Linked DNA regions of Oryctolagus cuniculus: region 1 is linked to region 2. Evidence: chromatin contacts called from public Micro-C data. All regions are on one chromosome and are shown on one strand. Each heading gives the region's core, a stretch centred on a gene start, on an enhancer-like site or on the middle of the called end of the contact. The rest is flanking DNA. Distances are from core to core; before and after follow the strand shown.

The links. Hi-C and Micro-C count contacts between places; a contact is called where the count stands out from the background.
Region 1: a Micro-C map of ear pinna shows a contact between it and region 2, with 4 times the contacts expected there. The contact joins the promoter of PHF12 here to the promoter of IFT20 in region 2. A contact is called at or near these places in 2 of 6 Hi-C or Micro-C datasets (ear pinna and psoas muscle).

The regions. Positions count from the first base shown.
Region 1 is chr17:44,437,908-44,442,924 of mOryCun1.1, reverse strand. It overlaps PHF12 (PHD finger protein 12), which reads left to right and starts at 3,001. Exons shown (of 15, transcript XM_002718916.5): 1 at 3,001-3,658; 2 at 4,305-4,486. The coding sequence starts at 3,593.
Region 2 is chr17:43,883,881-43,889,150 of mOryCun1.1, reverse strand. It overlaps IFT20 (intraflagellar transport 20), which reads left to right and starts at 1,417. Exons shown (of 6, transcript XM_051824622.2): 1 at 1,417-1,585. TNFAIP1 (TNF alpha induced protein 1) reads right to left here and starts at 1,280. Exons shown (of 7, transcript XM_002718932.5): 1 at 1,079-1,280.

The sequences.
Region 1 (5,017 bases), core at 1,752-4,251, 550 kb before region 2:
TGTGCCCTGCATAGCTGTTGTCTGGACTACGGACAAGAGGCGAGCAGTAGGGACTCACATGAAGTCAGAAGACAGAGGGAGCAGCATTTGTGACACCGTGGATTAAGCCACTGCCTGAGAAGCCAGCATCTCATATCAGAGTGCCAAATTGGTTCCTGGCTACTCGGCCCGGTATCCAGCTTCCTGATAATGCTCCTGGGAAGGCAGTGGTGATAACCCAAGTACTTGGGCCACTGCCACCCATGCGGGAGACCTGAATAGAGTTTCTGACTCCAGGCTGGCTCTGGCTTGGCCCAGCAACACCCCGATCACCGTGGCCATTTGGGTGGTTAACCAGTGGATGAAAGATCTCTTTCTGTTCCTCTCTCTCTCTGTCACTCTGCCTTTCAAATAAATAATTCTTTCTTTATAAAAAAAGATTTTATTTATTTATTTGAGAGGTAGAGTGACAGAGAGAGAGAGAGAAAGAGACAGGAAGGTCTTCCATCCACTGGTTCACTCCCCTAATGGCTGCAATGGCTGGAGCTGAGCCGATCCAAAGCCAGGAGCCAGGAGTTTCTTCCAGGTCTTCCACGCAGGTACAGGGGCCCAAGCACTTGGGCCATCTTCTACTGATTTCCCAGGCCATAGCAGAGAGCTGAATTGGAAGAGGAGCAGCCGGGACACAAACCGGCACCCATATGGAATTCCAGTGCCACAAGTGGAGGTTTAGCCCCTACCCCACAGCGCCGGTAATACTCAAAAAGCAACCAGAAAACAGAAATCCCTGAAACAATAGTAGCATCAGCGCCTTCCGCTTCACAGGCTTCCAGCTGGGAGGTCTTAATCATCCATGCTGCCCACTTCCTGGCTCTCAAAGGAGCCACCTTGAAGCCAGGGAAATTCGTCCTGCAGAGTGCAGTGCCTAGAGTAGCCACAAGAGGTCACTTCCAAAGGCACCCGTATCCCACCTGCTCTCCTCACTCCCCTAGGAACAGCACAGCCGGAGCTCTCCAAGGTGGCATCAATTCCTGCACCCCCACCCCCACCCCCACCCACCGCCTGAGCTCATCTTCCAAGTTCCAACAAGAGGAAGGTGTGTGGGGGGATTCATTCCCCCTGGCATTTGCCAACAGAACAAAGTCTTTTCCCCCTCATTAGTCCAGGGTCTCTCCTGTTCTCAGCTGTAGCTGATGTTGATCAAAGTGAAGCCTTGCTTACTGGAAATGGCTTATTTATCTGCCCCGGCATGTCTTCAGGCTGACATAGCAGCACAGGTGGGCCCTGAGCAGTGGGAAGGGAACCGGTGAGAAAGGGCACATGAGGTTCCAACTTCTGAGAGGTCTGATCCCTTCCATACAAGCAGTTTAACTCAGTTCTTTGAGGAGCTCTCTGGCCCGAAGCCGCTATGGCCTATTGTCAGCTGAGGTTAGAACAGCCTGTTCACCTTTGTTCTCCAGCACTCCTCCTCCCCATGATTTTATTATTCCTTCCAGCCACTAAGAGGGTCATCAGAAAAGAGAGAAGTCATTTTAAAAACGAAAAATCTTAAAATTCCACACACTGGCATTCCCACTCTACATAACTTATCTTCCTTATTGTCCCAGGTGCAGTTAGTATCTTGTAGTGGACAGTGTCTGGCCTGGGGATCAAATTCGTTCAGAGAGAGAGAGAGAAAGGGGGAGGGGGGAGAGAAGCAATTGAAAAAAAAGTTTCATTCCCACGTCTGCCATAAATTCATTATGCGGCCTCTCTGTGCCTCTGGAAAGACGAGAATGAAATCAGATGGTCTCTCGGCCCCTCTCAGTTTTATGACTCTGAGAATGCGTGTGCCGTAACATTAGACATGGGCAGGACACCGCTGTCAATCATGCTACTTAAACGCCCACTTTTAGGCACAACGATGCGGTTCCCTTCTTCACTGCTTCATCTACCGTTGGGCAGCAATAACTGGTCACCTCTGCGGGCAATAGCAAGGGGAAGGGCGAGCGCCCTGGAAGAGAGCATGCATCCCCGCCCAGAATTCGAGGTGAGGCCCTAAGACTACAAATCCCAGCATGCAGCACGGAAATTCTCAAAAGCATCTTCCCGACAAGCGAATTACTCCTTTCCTTCCTTCCTACAGTATAGTGCGTTTCAAGCTCACGGAACTACGACTCCCACAGTCCATCAGACCCATCGCGATGCTTGCTCCCAGGGTGCCATGCGCTCCCGTCCGCCCTTTTGGACCCCCTGCGCATTGCAATCTGGGAGTGGGAGTCCTCTGTGGGCCGGTAGCTGGGCGTTGTCAGGGATTACAAACTCTAAGCCTCTTGAGCAGTTCTCAGAACGGTGGTCGAGAGAGGGTGGTAACGGGCAGGCGGAAGTCTCCATGGTGCCATCACCACGCAAGGCAGGGATGCTCGTTCTAAATTTAATTGTCGGGAGCAGGAGGGAAGTGGGGACGGCAGCCACCCAGCCAAAGCGTCGCTTTCTGTCGCACTGGCTTTTCTTTTCTCTTTATCAACATGGCGGCCTGGTCCAGCCACACCTGACGCTGGAACCAACTGTCCAGTCCAACACCTCTATGAATACTGCCATCACCAGCAGCCTACCAGCTCTGTCCAACATTCCTTGCCCCTTCCTGTTCATGCTTGAGGACTACAAGGACACGGCAGCCCTTATCCCATTACTAAAATGGCGAAAGGAGCAGCTTTCTTTGAGGGCCTGCAGGTGACGATACGCCTGCGCGGGAGGCGGTTGTGTTATGGGGCGGGAGGGGAGCATCCCCAACACGCCTGCGCGGGAACAGAGCCCTCTCGGTCTGCACACAAACACCAATGGATGAAGAGTCCTCGGGTTCCTGCGGCTGCGCTGTGACCCCTAGGAGCTTCCTCAGGCGCCTGCGCGAGACCTCGGGTCCCGCCCTTTTATCTCAGTACGCTGGCGCAGGGCAGGAAGGCGGGGCTCCGGGGCTCCAGACGAATGCCAGCGCGGCTGCGCGCTGGGGGGTACCCCCTCACCGCGGCTGCGCGGGAGCCCGGCCGCCGGCTGTCACTGCGGTTGCGCGCGGCGAGCGGCGATCCCCGGGCGCCTGCGCGGGTGGCTTTGCGGGCGCTCGCGGTAAGTTTGCGCCAAGTGCGCGGCAGCCGGGACGCAGACGGCGGCGGCGGCGAGAGGCGGAGCCCGGGGACCACCCCCCATCACCCTCCCCCCCAGTCACCTCACGTACCACAACCTCACCTAACCTCTCACCCCCCCCTCCGATCCCCCTAACCCCGGGATGGCAGCGCCCGCCAGCCTTCCCGGCCGGACCAGCGGTCGCCAGCGCCGGCTTTAGCCTGTGGGACTAGGCCCCGCCGAGGCCTGACCCCCGGAGCCGGGACCCACTGTGCAGCCAGCCGCCGGGCCGGGGCTGAGGGGCCGCTCCCCCCTCACGGCCCGCGGGGAGGACGCTGCCGTCCCAGGGACTGGGGGCCGGGGGGTGGGGGGGAGCCAGGGCGAGGAAGTCGGGACCCGTGTTGGGAAAAAAGAAGGGGAGCCGGGGTCAGGAGCACCCCCTCCCCCCGCCTCCCCCCTCCCCCCGGGGTTGGGGGGGCCGGAGCAGAGAGCGCCCAGCCCGGGAGGTGGATGAATGTGGGAGAAAATGGAGACCAAGACGATCGTGTACGACTTGGACACGTCGGGGGGGCTGATGGAGGTAAGAGTGGCCCTCCTCATCCCCTTCCCCCAGCGCCGGGAGGGAACCTCCGCCCTCCGCCCCACAAAGCCGGCCTGAGCTCGGAGCGCCAGAGGGCCAGGGGAGGGGGGTTTCTTCCCTGCTCAGCCTCTCCCTCCCATCTCGGCGATTCGGGGGGCTGAGCTCAGCCGCCGAGGACGTTTGCAGCAGTTTCACCTACCCGCCGCCCTCGATTCGCTTTCCAGAGGCGCCAGCCCACTCCATCGCGTTGCACCGGCGGGCCTCCCCACCCCCTTCTTGTCGGCCCCTTTGTGCTTCCTCCCGCACGTCCGGGTACCGGGCTTCGGGCCTCTCCCGAGCCAGGCTTTGGAGTCCCCCACTGTCCATACAAGGAAGTGGCGAGAAGGGAACCGCGCACCCTCTCCCCATCCCCCTACCCTGATCCTCCCCATTTGGAAGAAGCTGCGCTCGTTGTTGTGCTGCAGAAACGCGGTTGGGGTGGGCTCCCCCTGGTTCCGGGGGCTGAGCGGTTCTGGGAGCAGCCTGGATGGGAGGAAGAAGGACAAAAGGGGGGAGAGGGGTGGGTGACGGAGTAGCCGCGCCGGGGGGTCGACGGGCCGCCCGGGAGCTCCGAGTGTGCACACACGCCGTTTGTATGTGTGTGCAGCAAATCCAAGCTCTGCTGGCTCCCCCCAAGACGGACGAGGCGGAAAAGCGGAGTCGGAAGCCTGAGAAGGAGCCGCGGAGAAGCGGCAGGGCCACCAACCACGACAGCTGCGATAGCTGCAAGGAAGGTGGAGATCTCCTGTGTTGCGACCACTGCCCGGCCGCCTTCCACCTCCAGTGCTGGTAAGGGCTGGCCTCCTCTCGAGCCCCTCGGCGGACCGCTCTCCGCACATTCCTTCACCTGGCCTGCCCCTGCCTGCCGAAATAACGGGCGCCTGCAGCCGCTAGCTGACTCTCTGCAGCCGCTGGGGCGAGCGCCTCCCCGCCCCCAGGTGTCTGCCGGGATCTGGCCGTTTCGGGGCGGGGGGGGGGGGGAGCGGCGGGGAGGAGCAGCGTCGAGCCCGGACCCCGAGGTGGGGGTTGGGAGGAATGAGGAGAGCCCCATCTGGGATTGGAAGTCGCAGGGGAGCTGGGACCGAGCCGGCCGGGCACGGCCAGAGGTGGCGGGGGAGGAAGGGGAGGAGCTCCGGGCCCAGAGCCGCTTGCCTGCCCGCGCGCCCGCCGCTCTCGGGGCTCCTGCCCGGCCGGGCTCTCCTCCGGGTGGGTGCGCGGAGCCCTTGGCCGCCCGCGCTGCTCTGGTGCAGGCCCCGCTGCCCGGCGTTTGCCGCTGTGGAAGAAACGGAGAGTGGCTCGAGTCGGCCTCTTCTTTGCCTC
Region 2 (5,270 bases), core at 168-2,667:
ACACGCGGGAGCTGACGGTGTGCCTCGCCAAGTGCAGCCCACAAATGGCACTGGTGTCCCCAGTTGTGCCGCTCCACTCCGCACGCGGTCTTTCTGCACACTGGCCTGCACTTTTATACATGGATTTCAAGATGTTTTCTCCACCAAAATAAATTTTTCTTAATTTGACTTCCCACGAACCTTTTGAAGTCCATGGCAGTTCGTCAGATTGAAATTGTCCCTGAAAAGATTTAGGCAGGTCCCTGGGAAGAATGTCCCAAAAGGGCCAGAGTGGGTGTCCTGTGAAGTGATGAACTGTGCAGGCATGCGGTGTGGATGAGAAAAGCCCTCAACAGGAGTCTGCCGAGACCTCCACTGGGACAGCGGATGACCTAACCTCCCACCGACTCCAAACCAATCAGTCCACCCAGGAAAAGTTTTTAACAAGGTCAAAGAAAACACATGCATTTTCTCCCAAAGCAAAGGTACTGAAAGCCTGCGGTTTGCCAGGAGAGGAAGACAAATCCACAGCTAATCTATTCCTTTCCTGCAAAGCAACTGTTCCTGGCTGACGTCAGCTCAGATTCCATTCAGACCAATGAGTTCCAGGAATCCTGCGGCAGGTGCCGCCCCAGAAAGTAATTCCAGCGACAATGAAGTTTCCACTCAATACTCTTCCTTCCGGACTTTGTGGGTATTTGGGGATGCCTGGGGCTAGGGGCGGATCCATTTCCCACTCTGCGAACAAAAGGCAGACAACCAAAGCGGTGGACCGCGGTTGGATCCCAAAGGAAGAAGGATCTAGAAACCCGTCACGCACGGGGGGCCGGGGGCGGGTGGGTGTTGGGGAAGCCGTGAGCTGATCTTGGCTATAGAGGGTGGACCCAGCAGAAATCCTAGGTGTGAGGCTTAGGCTGCAAGGTCCTGGAGAAATTCGGCCACGGCCAGCCTCTCCCGTGGCCAGCGTAGGCTCTTGCCCAGCCCGCCCCCCTCACTACCAAGGAACCGAGACCAGCTCTGCATCTCCGCTGCGCCGTCCCACCCCTGCTTCCCAGGACCCGGCGGGCAGTCTTTGCTCCAGCCGAGGCCCGACTCTCACCGTCGCCGGGGGCTCCTCTCCTCTCAGCTGGGGGGCGAGCGAACTCCGTGCCGTCTCTGACCTGTGGCTGCCTGCCCGCCAGCAATCCCGAGCTGTGAGCTCACATCCTGCGCCGGTCGACTCCTCCCGGAGCAGCGGGCCATAAGCCTGAGACTACAAAGCCCGGCATGCACAGCACTCTAACAGGGAGGGGAGGCGGAAATTCCCGGAGGATCTTCCGGGCAAGAGCATAGCCACTTCCGGTAGCCCTGCAGGCGCAAAGGCCTCTGGATCTTGTAGGCAGTCATCCTTCCCTTCGGGCCTCTGTTTCCCAGCAGGCCCTGTAGGATGAACGGGTGTGAGTGCTTCCGGTGTCCGGAAGTGACGTTGTGGATAAACAGGTTTTGTAGCCGTGGCAGCGGCTGAGGAGAGGCGAGCCGGCCAGGCACTGACTGCTGCCCACCGCCGAGAGGAGCTGCCTGTCAACATCAGCCTGGGCCGCAGCGCACCACCGCTACGGGTGGGCAGGTAGGTCGTGACCTCGGGTCGGGGGCAGCTGGGTCTAGAGGAACTGGACAGACCCGCTGTTGAGGAAAGGCTGTTCCAGGCTGAAAGAAACTTAGGAATTCCGCCCGTCCCTTCGCGAGCGTTTCACACTCAGGTTGGGCCTGGAGCTTGAGCGTGGTCTTAGGAAGCGGGGACTCGTGTAAATCCAACGGGTTTGCGCAGTAAAGACAGTGTCAGGCCCTCCGGACTCAGCCTCGTGCTTCCTCCAACCCCAGGAACGGGGCCTGTGCCTGATGCCAAGCATGGATCGTGGTGAGGCGTTTCCGCCCTCACCCCGGCGCTCCGCCGCGTGTAGTGGGAATTGGGATGGAATCTGATGGGCAGCTGGGAAGCCTCTCCTTCAACCCTTCTCCCGTCTCAGGTGACTCATTCAGCTACCCCTCCCAGGTGCAAGGGATTCATGCCCGACCGCTTCACTCATCCCCTCCTCCAGTCAAGCCCCTCTAAGTCCTAGCAAATCGACTTACAGAAACATCTCAACCCAGAACGCCGGCCTCCAGGTGCTGGGCTGCTGTAGTGGCCTCCGGCTGCTTGCACAGCCACTGGTCATCCCACAGATGTCCACGGAGTGCCGACTGTGCAGGCACCGTGCTGGGTGCTAGGGTTGCAGTGATGAACACAGTAGGTGTGCTCGCCTTCCTGGTCTTCTGAGGCAGAGTGGTTTTTTATTTATTTTTAAGATTTATTTGAGAGGTAGAGTTACAAACAGAGAGAGGGGTCTTCCATCTGCTGGTTCACTCCCCAGATGACTGCAACGGCCGGAGCTGCGCCGATCCGGAGCCAGGAGCTTCTTCCAGGTCTCCCACACGGGTGCAGGGGCCCAAGCACTTGGGCCATCTTCCACTGCTTTCCCAGGCCATAGCAGAGAGCTGGATCAGAAGTGGAGCAGCCAGGACTCAAACCGGCGCCCAAAAGGGATGCTGGCACTGCAGGCAGCGGCTTAGCCTACTGTGCCACAGTGCTAGCCCCCAGAGTGATTATTTTAAAAAAAAGATTTGTTTGTTTGAAAGGTAGAGTTAGAGAATCTTTGCTATGCTGGATCACCCCCCAAATGATTGCAACAGTGGGGCTGGGCCAGGCCAAAGCTAGGAGCCTGGGACTCCATCCTGGTCTCCCATGTGGATGCAGGGGCTTTCCTAGGCCCATTAGCAGGGAGCTGGATCGGAAGAGGAGCAGCTGGGACTTGAACTGGCACTGATAAGGGATGCTGACATCACCCAGTGTGTCACAATGCTGGCCCCCAGAGTGGTCTTTCCCAATGATTGTGTCACTCTGCTGAGAATCTGCTGGCTGCTCCTTACTGTTAAGACGTTATTGTGGGGCTGGTGCTGTGGCATAGCGGGTAAGCCGCCGCCTGCAGAGCCGGCATCCATAAGGGCGCCAGTTCAAGACCTGGCTGTTCCACTTCTGATCTAGCTCCCTGCTGTGGCCTGGGAAAGCAGTAAAAGATGGCCCAAGTCTTTGGGCTCCTGCACCCATGTGGGAGACCCGGAAGAAGCTCTTGGCTTCGGATTGGCCCAGCTCCGGCCGTTGTGGCCATTTGTAGAGTGAACCAGCAGATGGAAGACCTCTCTCTCTCTCTCTCTCTCTCTCTCTGCCTTTGTCTTTCTGTAACTCTGCCTTTCAAATAAATAAATAAAACATATGTTGACAGGTTAAAAAAAAAAAAAGACATTATTGCAGTTCAGTGCCAGCTCCCCGAGTGGTCTCCCTGTCCCACTCTCCGTCTTGTTCACCTGTCAGCCACACTGGCCTTCAGTCCTTGGAATGCATCAGATTTCTTTTGTCTCAGGACTCGTACATAAACTTTTCCTTTTTAATATTTATTTATTTGAAAGAGCTAGAGGGGTAGAGACAGATCTTCCACCTCTGGTCACTCCCCAAATGTCTGCAATGGCCAGAGCTGGGCCAGGCTGAAGCCAGGAGCTTCCACTGGGTCCCCCACTTGGGTGCAGGGGCCCAAGGACTTGGGCCATCTCCCGCTGCTCTCTCAGGCCATAGCAGAGAGCTGGATCGGAAGTGGAGCAGCCGGGACTCACATGGGCACCCACGTGGGATGCTGGCGCTGAGGCCGGGTCTCTAACCTGCTGCGCCACAGCGCCGGCCCCTGAGCTTTTCCGCTGCTTGAGCTACCTCCTTGCCCACTGCTCTCAGCGGAGTTTTGGGCGTCCTGTAGGTCTCGCTGTGACTTTTTCCGAAGGCCTTCGCCTACAGGGCCCTCTGAATTCCGCGCTCCTCCTCTGCTGCAGCTGCACACCCAGCCCAGCGTCTGCTCACCCCGTTACCAGGGTGCGGGGTCCTTGGTTTGCAGTCCAGAGACGTTTCCTTCACTGCCCTGCCCCAGAGCAGGCGCTGTAGAGTTGCTGTCGGCGCAGGGGACAGGAGCTGAGGCGTGTTTGCTCCTTCCCGCCACTTGAAGCTCTCGCAGCAGCTGGTCTGATGAATCGCCTGCTGGCTGTCACACTCTGTGTGTAAGTGCGACAGAGCAGGCTGGATGACAGATGGTCTACAGAAGTCTGCTGTTAAGGAAACTCTGAAGTGTTTAAAAACGGGCAGGCGTCGGTGTGGTGGCCAGGCCACCACTTGGGACGCCTGCATCGCGCATCTAGCACCTGGTTCTGGACTCAGCCACTCTGCTTCCGACCGAGGTTTCTGCCGATGTGCACCCTGGGAGGCAGAGGTGACGGCTCACGTATCGGAGTCCCTGCCACCCCGTGTGGGAGACTTGGACTGGGATCCAGGCTTCTGGCTTGGGTCTGGCCCAGCCCTGGTGGTTGTAGGCATTTGGGGAGTACCAGAGCAGATGGAAGCTCTCTCTCCATTTATCTCTTGGCTTTTGAATAAAAACAAATACAAGGTTTCAGTGGATTCGCGAGGCCAGGGTCGTGCAGGCAGCCGTGGCTGGCCCGCTGCATTGGACTGCATTGCTCCTTACAATTTTTGATGCTTAGGTATCAGATTGCTGTTCCTTCTGGAATTCAGAAGTTCTGGCCCCAGTGAGACCTGTTCTTTCCCGACCATTGCTCCTCCCATGGCACACCTTGGGGTGCTCACTCCCAGAATCACCCCACTCAGGAGGGAGCTAAGGCAGGTGGGAGGGGAAACGGGAGGCTGAGGGAGAGAGGGCTGGGGCTGGCGCAGGGCCAGTTGTGGGTAGCCTCTGGATGACCCGGGTTTTGGAATTAGCTAGATGTGATCAGCATTGCCTCCCCTTTGCAACTGTAAATGTTGTTTTGGTTTTGTGTTTTGAAAGCCAGAGTGAAGGTGAGTTTGCAGTTTCCTTCCCAGAATCGAGGCATCTTGGGCCAGGAATGCAGGGGGGCTGGGGAAGGGAGAGTGCATCTTGTTGATTCTCTGTTGCCTATAAAATAATCCAAACTCTGGCTTGGCCCAGGGAGCTTCCTGGCCTGCTTCTAGCCCCCCTTGCAGCTCCCTCCACTTTCCGCCCCTCCAGGCAGCGTAGGCCTCTTTCGGTGAGTCTGTGCTGCTTTCTTCGCTCGGAGCACCTCGCCGTGGCCTCCTCCCTTGGTATGTTCTATGCTGACACTTCGTTCACTCCTTTTTGTGTTTCCTGCTAGAAAGAGATTAGTCCGACTTTGGTTCCCAATTCAGGCAAGTATATGGTATCCTTTAGCATACATTTTGG